Regions from separate parts of the Zea mays genome. Here regions 1 and 3 are each linked to region 2. The links are chromatin contacts, called in public Hi-C maps. All regions are on one chromosome and are shown on one strand. The core of a region is the stretch at or near the end of the contact, and the rest is flanking DNA. Distances in the headings are between cores, read along the strand shown. Region 1 holds the start of LOC103634962 (SCAR-like protein 2). Region 2 holds the start of LOC100277379. Region 3 holds the start of LOC100283879 (SEC13-related protein).

Evidence for each region. A called contact is a pair of places that touch in the nucleus more often than the background predicts.
Region 1: a Hi-C map of bundle sheath shows a contact between it and region 2, with 6 times the contacts expected there. The contact joins the promoter of LOC103634962 here to the promoter of LOC100277379 in region 2. A contact is called at or near these places in 5 of 25 Hi-C or Micro-C datasets (bundle sheath, ear, endosperm and 2 more).
Region 3: a Hi-C map of ear shows a contact between it and region 2, with 3 times the contacts expected there. The contact joins the promoter of LOC100283879 here to the promoter of LOC100277379 in region 2. A contact is called at or near these places in 2 of 25 Hi-C or Micro-C datasets (ear and tassel).

Annotation. Positions count from the first base shown.
Region 1 is chr8:24,586,236-24,589,766 of Zm-B73-REFERENCE-NAM-5.0, forward strand. LOC103634962 (SCAR-like protein 2) reads left to right here and starts at 1,357. Exons shown (of 10, transcript XM_008657535.4): 1 at 1,357-2,158; 2 at 3,176-3,339; 3 at 3,489-3,531. The coding sequence starts at 1,971.
Region 2 is chr8:25,173,100-25,177,142 of Zm-B73-REFERENCE-NAM-5.0, forward strand. It overlaps LOC100277379, which reads left to right and starts at 1,570. Exons shown (of 2, transcript XM_008657550.4): 1 at 1,570-2,221; 2 at 2,337-2,649. The coding sequence starts at 2,109. The coding sequence ends at 2,574. LOC100274451 reads left to right here. Exons shown (of 5, transcript NM_001148810.1): 5 at 1-299.
Region 3 is chr8:25,769,048-25,772,668 of Zm-B73-REFERENCE-NAM-5.0, forward strand. LOC100283879 (SEC13-related protein) reads left to right here and starts at 1,792. Exons shown (of 2, transcript NM_001348977.1): 1 at 1,792-1,945; 2 at 3,220-3,621. The coding sequence starts at 3,287.

The sequences.
Region 1 (3,531 bases), core at 107-2,606, 590 kb before region 2:
TACCTCCATCTTTGTATTTGTCCGTCGCTACTCGCTACAGGTGCCATTATGCCAACAACCGAAACAGAATTCGACGCCCTTTCTTCCGTTGGAACTTGGAACCAGGTAAAGGCGGTTTCTATAAGACCGTCTTCAGCAACAGCCTCTATATTCATCTTTTATATCCGTTATTTACAGTCTTCTCTAATAATTTCATTCTCTATATCTTCTTCCTCTCCAATAACACTCTCTATACTCAAATATCTATGTTAAAGATATTTTATTTTTATTTTTTTACATACGTATTTGTAATACTCTCAAATGTATTGTACAAATTTTAGTTTTTCTAAACCGTTTATTTAAAGTATTTAAATAAATAGAGGTCCGTTTAGAGAAATTATAAATATATATAGAGAATCTAGCAGCATCCTCTTAATTTAGAGTATCGTTTAAAGAACGCTGCTGTAGAGCATGGATAACTGTTTGATCCTCTATATTTAGAGTAGATAACTTTTTAGAGGTCTTTGCTGGATCCACCATGTGTCGTCTATGGCTCGATGCTCATTTCCGCGTCCGCCCTCAGCCTTAGATTTGTCTAACGTATTAGGCCAGCCTGAGATTTAAGAAGTTTTTTTGTTAAAAAACAATCACTAAATATATATATATATATAATACTTTCATCAATTATATCTTCAAATAACTTCATTATAAAAATATATTTTATGATCAATCCGGTGTACGGACTGTACATCATAGAAAACACAGTTCCATTTTATATGCATCTAATCAAACATCTTTAAACAAAAAAAATTAAAGAAAGCCCCAATGTCCCCCCTTTTAGATTACATTACGTTACATTCCACGGGATCATTGAGCTAGCTAGAACAGGAACCACTGGCACCTGCTCAGCCGCCGCCATCATTAGTCATGCCCGACGGACCTCACATCAAGTACAAAAGCGCTCACGTAAACACTTGACCCAATAATTAGATCTACCCTAAGATCCGCCCACCCTCCTCCCAAAGGACATCTCAAAAGAAAAGAATGGCAGGCAGGTTGCCCGCCTGCAATGATTTAGGCAAGCTCTGTAACAACACAAACATTGTGTTTGTACGTACGTACACTTTTTTTTATATTTCACTCGCACAGTTTGACAAAAGGGGGAAAAAACAACAACACTCCAGTGAATTATTAAGAAAGGACTAATAATGTATAGAAGAAGCATCATCTCAATTCTCAAGCGCGGCGCGGCTGACATGACCAGGCCACCACCAAACACTAGACTGGACTGGCCCAAATCGCATGCCCCAAGATTTGATTCTGTTCAGGTCCCAAAGTCCACGGTGAACAACAACACGGCCGGCCGGCAGAAACCGCGGCCTGACCCGGCGGACGCGGGCACTGACTGACCGGAACAAAGGAAAGCCAAGCAGCAGCCGCACCGGCGCACGCACCCACGGCCACGACCCACCTGCGGGCGGCGCTCAACCCGAGTGGATGTGGACGGAGCCGCCCGCAGGCCGCACGACAGACAGAGATAGAGAGAGAGCACAGGCGGCCACGCCCGCTCCTACCACCGCACCGCATCGCCACTTACCCCTCGTGCCGCCGCGCTGCCTTTTCCTCCCCGCGTCCCTTTCGTCCCTCACCTTGTCGGAGACCGACGCACCCCCCCTCTCCGCTCTCCGCTCCTCCTCCCCACACCCCACCCCACCCGCTCTCCAGTCCACCTCACGCTCACACTCCCGCAGCCCGCCCGCCAGCCGCCATCCTGCTGCCACCTCTTTCTTCCTTGCGGGGGCGGCAACCAGGCGCACGGCACCTGCTCCCTCCCACTCCCACTCCCACACCGCGCCAGCCACCAGAATAAAGCAGCCGTTGCGGCGTCGCGTCGGCGAGCACAGCGCAGCGCAGCGCGCAGCGGCCCGGGTGCATGAGGAGGGGGCGGCGGCTGCCGAGGCCGAGGCTGTGACGAAGGAGCGCGGAGGGCGATGCCGCTGGTCAGGTTCGAGGTGCGGAATGAGGTGGGGCTGGGGGACCCCGGCCTCTACGGCGGCGGAGCTGCCGCTGCCGCCGCCGCCACCGCCGCCGCGGGGGAGGAGGAGCCCAAGGCGCTGCTCGAGGGCGTCGCCGTCGCGGGCCTCGTCGGGATCCTGCGCCAGCTCGGAGATCTCGCGGAGTAAGGCCCTGCTCCCTCCCTCCCTCGCTGCCTCCTCCTCCTGCCCGGTCTATGCGCGCCTTCGACCTGCCGCCCGCCGGTGCGCGTCTCTGTGGTCTGGTTCCCGCCTGGATCTGCTACGCTACGTGTTTAACGGCTCCCGGCGGGGATGGTTGGGTTTTTTGGGCTCGGCCCTGTGGTTGGGACTTGGGATTGGGAGAATGGGAGTGAGATGAAGTAGTGGGATCTGTTAGAGCAGTGTTGAGGTGGTTGAATTCGCTTAGGGTGAACGAGCGCTGTGATGTGCCATAGCAACAGGAACTGTTAGAGCAGTGTTTGCGTGTGCCGGCTGTTCAAAATTGTGGCACTATCTGGGAATGATTTGGATGTCCTTCTGTAGCAGCGGCGGTCTTTGGGTTTTTTTTTTCTGAGGTCTAGTGTTAGGACTGGATTGGATGGCGCTAAGGTTTCAGGTTTCCGGAGCGGCATATGGCATAACAGCTATATCTGCTGGGATCATTCAGCTGGTTTTTTTCGGCCGCATTCGCTCTTTAGAGGAGGACACACTTTCCTGAATCAGTGCTGATTGGCTTTGTTTCTCGGGTGCGACATGGAGGTCTTAAGTAAGATCTTGTCTTAGCTTACAATTTATGTTTGCAGAAAGTCTCTTTTTAATCTTGTATTCTTATATGAAGCAACTAGTGAGTTTTGAAAGGCTCTGTTTTAGAATTTAGATTGCTTAGCGGCTGTCTGACTGGACGCATTTTTGTTGGCTTGATGTTGGTAAATGTTTGTCTCAAGAGTTCTTTGCTAATTTTGGCTGGAGAATCTCCATGGGTTCTGGTAATTGCCATTTCTTGCTAGGGCAAAACTGTTGCCACTCCGAGGGGGTTTGTTTTTGTCTGTTAATGCTTCTATCATTTTTTCCCTTTGTATAACCTATGGACAGTTTACTTACGTACTGTGTTCCTTGATATACTAATAAATCTTAAAAAATAATATTTGGTGAAATTGATGTGCTAGCTTTGGTCATACCAGATTCGCGGCTGATGTTTTCCATGACCTACACGAGCAAGTTATAGCTACATCTGCTAGGGGTCGCAAGGTGCTGACTCGAGTACAGAACATCGAAGCAGCACTTCCATCTCTCGAAAAGGCTGTGAAGAATCAGAAGAGTCACATACATTTTGCCTATGTTCCGGGTAATTATTTATTCATTACTCCATTGATGTCTAAAAGTACCCTGATCATGATTGTCCATTATAGTATTTGAATGTCTCTCTTGTCCATCTTGAATTCTTTGAGATCAATATTATCTTGCAATCTTACAGAATTTACTAATAAAACACAGGCTCTGATTGGCACACTCAGCTTCAAAATGAGCAAAATCACCT
Region 2 (4,043 bases), core at 320-2,819:
GTTTGTCGTTTTGTCCACACAAGTGGTTGTCCGATATAGCACATGCTCCGATTTCATTTGTACAACTACCCGCAGTTGTGTAGGGTGCCGTGTTTGCCTAGTCGTCGAGCTGCAAGTTACCTCACATTGGAATTGGATAGGAGGAGACCTGAAACCTGGGGCAGTGAAACAAGTGGCGAGGTGAAGACCAGGAACCTGGCGAGCCTCGCCCTGTTGTAAGATGGTACGATTGCTATAGCCGTGTAATTTTTTTTTGTTGAATCAGTTTTCATTTTTAGTAAAAGGTTTGCATTGCCATTGATCGTCCTCTCTTGTTGCCCCGCCTCTCCTAGTTGAGCTGCTCATGTGTTCTAACTTTGCAACTGCTAGTCCATCTGATCCCTTTACTTTGCGATCGCCCTGAGCTGCTGAGAGTGCAGCAGTACACCTTGCAGTTGCAACGGTGAAGGAGAAGCATCTGACAGTTTGAATGGTGGAGAAGCGTCTGACGGTTTGAATGATGATCCTTATATACATTTGTGCCACCTATTCTCCTATGTTTCAGTTTTACGTTCCACTTCTTCTATATTTCACGTCCTAAAAAAATTTAAGATGATTTTAGATAATACTCTTTGTGCAACTAAATAATACTCTTATCCCATAAAATAAGACGTGCATGTTTTTTTAAAAAAAGTCAACGTAACTTTGACTAACAATTCAACCAAAAATGCATATTTTTTAGTGTATGTATGTTATATACCTGAATTTGTATTAAAAATGCTTTAACATGATGCTCATTGTGTATTTAATGATGGCATATTTTCAAAAAAAAAAATGGTCAAAGTTCTGCTTTAAAGACCATGCAAAAAAATAAAGTATATTATTATTATTACTACTATGGTTATTTGTTATTTGATTTTATATTGTAATATATTAAATATTTGTCGTTGTTTGGTTATAGAAATAACCCTTAGTTCCTGTCGTGTGTTTTCCTCTCTACGCGCATGTAGCAAGTGTTTCCAACGGCTAGCGAAATAAAATATTAGGGTGCGTTTGGTTCAATGTACAAGGAGGGATGGAATGAGGCCGCCACATTTTCTATAGTGTTTGGTTGAGAGTCAAGCGGGGGCGAGGTGAACACTGGAGTGATTTTTGGGAGCGGCGTGATCCCAAAAAATCGAGGAGACGATGTCGCCCCCGATTCATCCTACTTTGACCTCAAACCAAACATATTATTAATAATTTGAACCATGGTCTCTAGCAAGACCTTCCTTTATATAACTCATATTGGTTTGTATAGTAGAGAGAAACTATATATTAAATATGAAAATAGTAGTGATGCACGAGCAACTAACTAGTTGTTGATTGTTTTTGTAAATCCATCCTAGATCAAGTTTTGTCTTATTCTTGATTTTGCCTAGTTTTTTTATTCTTGCAATCGAAAATCGAATTGCAACAAGTATTTTTTTTAAAAAATAAACATGTGTAATAACCTTGGTCCGAAACGAACTTAAAATTCTGAGTCAGGCCTCAGGCAGTCAGGCATCTTGTTGATTGCGAAATCATTGAGGTTGGTTGGACACCTGGACCTGGACGAGAAGAACTCAACGAGAACGTGGGAGGACAAGACAGGAGGAGGCAGCCGGCGGGCGGCGGCGGCCCACGGGCACGGGCGCCACGGCCAAACGCGTGCGCCATCAGTCAAACTCCGCCCACGGACTCCCGTGACGTGGCCGGCGAGTGCGTTGGGGCCTTGGGGGAGCTGGCCAACGGTTCCGTTGTCGCTCCATCGCTGCCGTCCGCCACGCCATCCCCGACGGAAACTGCCCTGCCGCGGCTGCCTCACTGTCTGCCAGACTGCCCACCCGGCCCCGTCTATCCCTTGGAAAGTCAGACGAGAAAGCGTGCTGGGCACCGCAAGGAAAGCGACCACGAAACCGCGCGCCTCCTGCCTCTCCATCTTCTCCATATATACTACCTATCGACCGTGTCCGGCGGGCCGGACCTCTTGTCGTCTTGGTGCGCGCGCTCGGTTTCCCTTCCTTTTTCCCTCGCGCGCGGCCAACCTAGAAAGCGACGGCGGAGCCGGAGAGGGAAGGGGAGGCGGGCCGGCTGGTCAAGGGCGGACGATGTGCTGCGGCGGCGACGGGGAGTGCCGGCCGCTCGGGTGGCTCCTGGGCCTGCCCTTCGCGCTGCTCGCCGTCCTCGTCTCCTTCGTCGGCGCCGTCATCTGGATCATCGGGTGCGTGGTTTCCTTCTTGTTCGATCTTGCTCCCCTTTATTTTCTTCTTCTCCCTTCTCCCGTTAAAGTAAGCAGATTAACTGATAGCTTCAGTCCGTTTGGTCCGTGCATCCAGGCTGCCCATCTCGTTTATGCCCCTGCTGCCTCTGCGTGACGGTGCTGCTGGAGGTGGCCGTGGAGCTCGTCAAGGCGCCGCTCCATGTCATGACCTGGTTTACCTCCAAGATCCCCTGCTAGCTGTCCCCTGCTTTCTGCTGTGCGGATCATACATACATCTTGCTTTAGCCGGAGAGGTTGCTGTACTGTACTGTACTGTTGTTTCGTTTCGTCGTCGCTTGGTCCGTTCGTCCTAGTGCTACTTTGGGTTTCTGCGATTGATTTTTCAGACTAGCTTGTTCTTGAATTGAATGCATGGACTTGTGCTGCCAGCGCCCTGGCTAGCTACGACGATCAGATCAGCCGGCAGCCCGGCACACTGACTTTGGTCACGGCTGCCTTCATGGCGTAGGTTTTTGCGTGTGTTCCGCAGGGAATCCGCATGAAAATCCGTCTGAAATTGCGAGCGGAGCGGTTCCAGAATCCAAACTTGCAAGTTCCGCCTCCGCCTCCGCCGGCTGGGGCGAAGATTCCGCCGAGTGGGCCTGGGGGTCGCTTGGGTAGTTTGGATTTAAGCGACTGCTCCGCACTAGGCCAAAAGGCTCAACTTTCCTTCTCGGCCCATGCCCATTCTAAACCGTACTACCTACTCCGCTCCTAGGAGATTCAGGGTTCAAAACTGTATATCGAACTATAAAGAATTATAGATGTATCTCATATGTGCGTCAAAAAAGAACAACACATACAATTACAAGCACATAGAGATAAATGTCATAAATATCATAAATGTACTTATTACATAGGCGTAAGTCTTACAAAATAAATGATAAATATAAAATAAACTAAATCTTATTTCCCTGGCGCCACAAAGCTGACTGGGAGACGCCACCTAAATTAAGTCGAACTTCTCGCTGGGCGGCTCCTCTTGAACCACATGTTCTTCTCATGTGAGGGGTGTGAGACAGCAATGGTGAGCTTTGTCGGTACCCTGAAACTAGGGTACCCCTTACTACTGTGTAAAGACGCAGTGGCCACACGGCTATCACTTAGTCGCGTGGTAAAGGTGCTATGTGTGGGACTAGGCCATGACTCGCCCCAGTCTCAGGCGACTACTCTGGGTCCACAACAGCGCCCGACTCCACCACATGGGCGGATCCGAAGCCGACACATGTCTACAGAAGGTGATATACTCCAAAGCATCAACAGTAAGTCCGGACTTCCACAGGAGAGCGCCGAACCCCTGGATGTATGGTCCAGACCCCAAAGGTTGGTCCAGGACCTCCACGTGACCACGTGTGCAAGCCGGACCCCTGGAATGGAATCCGAACCCCCCGGTATGGGATCCAGGCCGCCCACAATGGGGTCCCAAGGTCCCAGGACAGAGAATACACGGGTCTTGAACAAGACCCAGGCAGGGGTCCGGTACCGACACGTGTCTAGACCTAGTCTGGTGCGGACCTGTCCGCATACGCTACTGCTCCCCGCCCAGGCGGAGACCCGATGCTGCCACGTGGCCTACTGCACATGACGTAAGCCAGCGGGCGGAGCCTGACGTAAGCCCTCTGGGCTAGGGATGAAAACGGGACGGGTACCCGGATACGGGTACGAAAAAGGGACGGATTTTCGGATACGGAAACAAGTATTTTATTTGTCGGAACGGATACGGGTACTACCCGGATATTGGCTCTCGGATACGGGTAGGATACGGAATCAGTAATACCCGGTC
Region 3 (3,621 bases), core at 542-3,041, 600 kb after region 2:
CACTTGTGATATATAACTATAGATGGCCATTTGGCACTAACACGATGGGCCGGCCCAGGCACGGCACGAAAAAGCACGGTCCAGGCACGACCCGGTCCGGTTAGTATAGTGCCAGTGCCTGGCACGGCACGGCTATAGTGCCGTGCCTGGGCCACTATCTCGACCCGTAGTGCTGGCACGGGCACGACACGGTTACATTTTTTATTTTAAAAATAATAGTTTACATATATTAATTATAAGAATTCAACATATAACACAATAAAACTGCAGTTGCACTGGTTAGATGGATGCGTTTAAGCTTCTTACTCACTAGGTTGTGGGTTCGAGCCCTCACAACTACACATTTTTTGCTAAATTCTACAATATACTCAGATGGGCCATAGTGCCACCGGGCCGGCCCGGCACGACTAACAGACTCACGGGCCGTGCCTGGGCCGCGGCAGCGGCACGCCGGCCCATCTGGGCACGGCACGGTTCACTAGCCGGGCCTGGCGGGCCGTGCCGCCGTCGGGCCGTGCCGGCGACGGGCCGTGCCGGGTCGGGCCGTGCCGGCCCGTTTGGCCATCTATATATATAACCCTCCACAGGAGAAGAACATATGGTCCAGCCGTCCAGGAGGAGCCGTACAATGAGGGGTACGAGTTAATCTAGGTAGTGTCTCTCAGTCAGCTTTATAACGCTAATGATGGACGTTTAGTTTGCTTTATATTTATCATTTATTTTTGTAAAACTTCCGCTACGTAATAATATTTTGTGACATTTATCTCTATATATTTTATTATTTTCTTCTTTAGCGTATATATGAGATATACTCAGCTTTATCCTTTAAATTCGGGTGTGATAATAATATACTCGGTATATACTTCGGGGCCAGAGCGGCCGCGCACCCTCCCCTGGCCGGCCATGTGTTTGTAGTTGGTTTACCCTAACGTACGTCCTAAAGGTCTCCTTGGTTCTGAGCTTCTGACCGAACGATGAACGCGTGGTACAACTTGTGACTATTGCATTACTTGCATGCAGCAATAATACAGTATATATAGTTATATAGCAAGGCAAGAACTGAAGAAAGATGATGGATCGGGGTGACGACTGACGATGGGGCGGAACTGCGCAAGTGAATGGAAGCATGTGATGGCACCTGTAGTTTATTTAAGATATATACTACTGCCCTCTTGTCGAATTCAGATCGGCCGGCTTTATTCGGATCATGCGCGGCCCGGGTAAGTAATGCTGACGTTTCAGTGTTATCAGCAGTAGTGCGCGTGATGTTGGGATGATCGAGGGCGTTTTTGGCAGAGAAGCCGAGACAGTGGCTTTTGCCTTTTTGGCCTGGAGAAGAAGGCTCCCTCTCTGGAAACATGTGCTAGGGAATATTTGGTGGCGTCAGGCTACGTCACGCACGGTGCCGTCATCATCACCATGGTTGCTGCGTTGTGCGTTTGCTTGTTGCTTCAGATCCAATCCAATGCAGCACCGCCACCGGCTACGACTACGAGCCCACAGGAAGCGGAGAAGAAGACGTCAGCACCCGCCGCCGGCCGCTCCAATTCGACCAGGCCAGGCCAGGCCGTGCGCGCGGGGGACGGACGATGCATGCAAGCGGCAATGGAGAGGGAGCCGAACGCTGGCTGGACCACCTTCTCCGACTCTCTCCGTGGCCTGATATCACGGCAACGACAAACAAACAGTGGGCCTAGCCCAACTGCATTCCTCGTTGGGCCATTTCGGCCGCGATCTGCAACCGGTTAAAGCGTCCCAAGCCCGGTACCAGTATCACCCAAAAGGCCGTATAGGCCCAGCACGCGTCCTGAGGGCCGCGCCGTCCAGTCCTCGCCAATTCCCATTCCGGTTCCGGCTTCCGCCGCCAGCGGCAGCAATCCCCTCCTCCTCCTCCCTGTCCCTGGACGCCGGCGCCGGCGTCGGCTCCTCATCGTCCGCGGGTAAGGCAAGAACTCTCGGCTCAATCTTCTTCCTCCCCACCTCCTCGGGTGTACCCAGCGATCGATTTGGTCCTGACCCGCGTGGAATCGGTTGGTCGTTTCATCTGTGGTACCACGCCCAGCCAGCCTAGCCTAGGTCGGGCCGCAAGTCCTACGGGGCGGCCTGTTCACCGTAGGGACGGATTTTTTTGGGAAAACGCTTTTATTAGTTTCGTATAGGCAGCATATTATAGGGATCTCGCAGATCCAACCCTTCGACCCTTTCTGTTTTGGGTGTCTGGCACCGGGACGTGTTCGCTAGCGCTCGTGTTCGTCGATTCGGATTTCTGAGCATACCCAAGTCTAGCAGTGACGCAGAGGAGGGAGTGCAGCTACAGATTTTTTCAGTGAGGCAGAGGAGGGACTGCAGCTACTTATTTAGGTTGTGGTATTTGGTTCTACACCCTTCTGCTGCAAATGTATGCTGCTAGGTTGGTTGAAGATAGATGCAAATATTGTTTTTTTTCCTTCTCAAAACCAAGTCCCAGTGTGTTCTACACTTGTATTGATTCGTGCTGGATGTTTCTGCAAAACAAGTATGCTTTTGCCGTCTTCGGTTCACAAAAAAAAACCTAAACGATCCAGTCTTCTATTGTAGCATCATAAAGTTACGAAGATGAGTTATCTTCGTGAGATTAGTATTTATTAGTGACATCACTGTCTGCATATATTTTTGCTTCAAACCTCTGTTGTCTCAGCTCTTTAAGCTATTTTGGGTCTATTTCAGGGTTTGGTTATGAATATGCATGGTTTGAAAATTTCAAACAAGTGCAAAAGACATTATCTTGCCAGATGTACTGCATTTTATGTGTATAATGCTGGACTATGTTTTCCTACTTCTCTTCCAAAAATAATGCCCCGTCGCCATTCTGGAACATTGCTAACTGGTGGGTTGGCGTTATTTTCCTGATCCTGTGATAGATATACCATTGCCCAGTATCTGGAGCTTGGTAAGCTAATTTTAGATGAAATTTATTGTTCAGAGGTGTATCCTCAATCAAATCGTCCTGTGTTTTAGCATGCAATCTGGCGAACAATGAACTTGGCCCATTGTGGAAAACATCCACACACTTCCACGCACGCATGGTATTGTGTAGACCATCAGTGTTCTGTATAACTTCATATGAATATATGATGTTTATCTCGGTAACATTTTTAGCTACTAAGTGTGCATACCTTTTGTACTTATGTTATTTTTTGATTTATCATCTATCTGATATCCTCACTTTTATTCATATAGGAGACTGAAGTGGTGAACGCGGAAGAAGGTTGTCATTTTGCTAAGTTAAAGTTAGATCATTGGAGCAATGCCGCCCCATAAGATCGAGACGGGGCACCAAGATGTGGTGCATGATGTCGCCATGGATTACTATGGCAAGCGCCTAGCTACATCCTCCTCTGATAATACAATAAAGATCATTGGCGTAAGTGGAACCTCACACCAGCAGCTTGCAACTTTGAGTGGACACCAGGGCCCAGTATGGCAAGTCGCATGGGCTCATCCCAAGTTTGGTTCCATGCTTGCATCCTGCAGCTACGACGGCCGAGTGATCATCTGGAAGGAAGGAAGCAAGCCTGATGAATGGGCACTGGTACACACCTTTGCTGAGCACAAGTCCTCCGTGAATTCCATCGCGTGGGC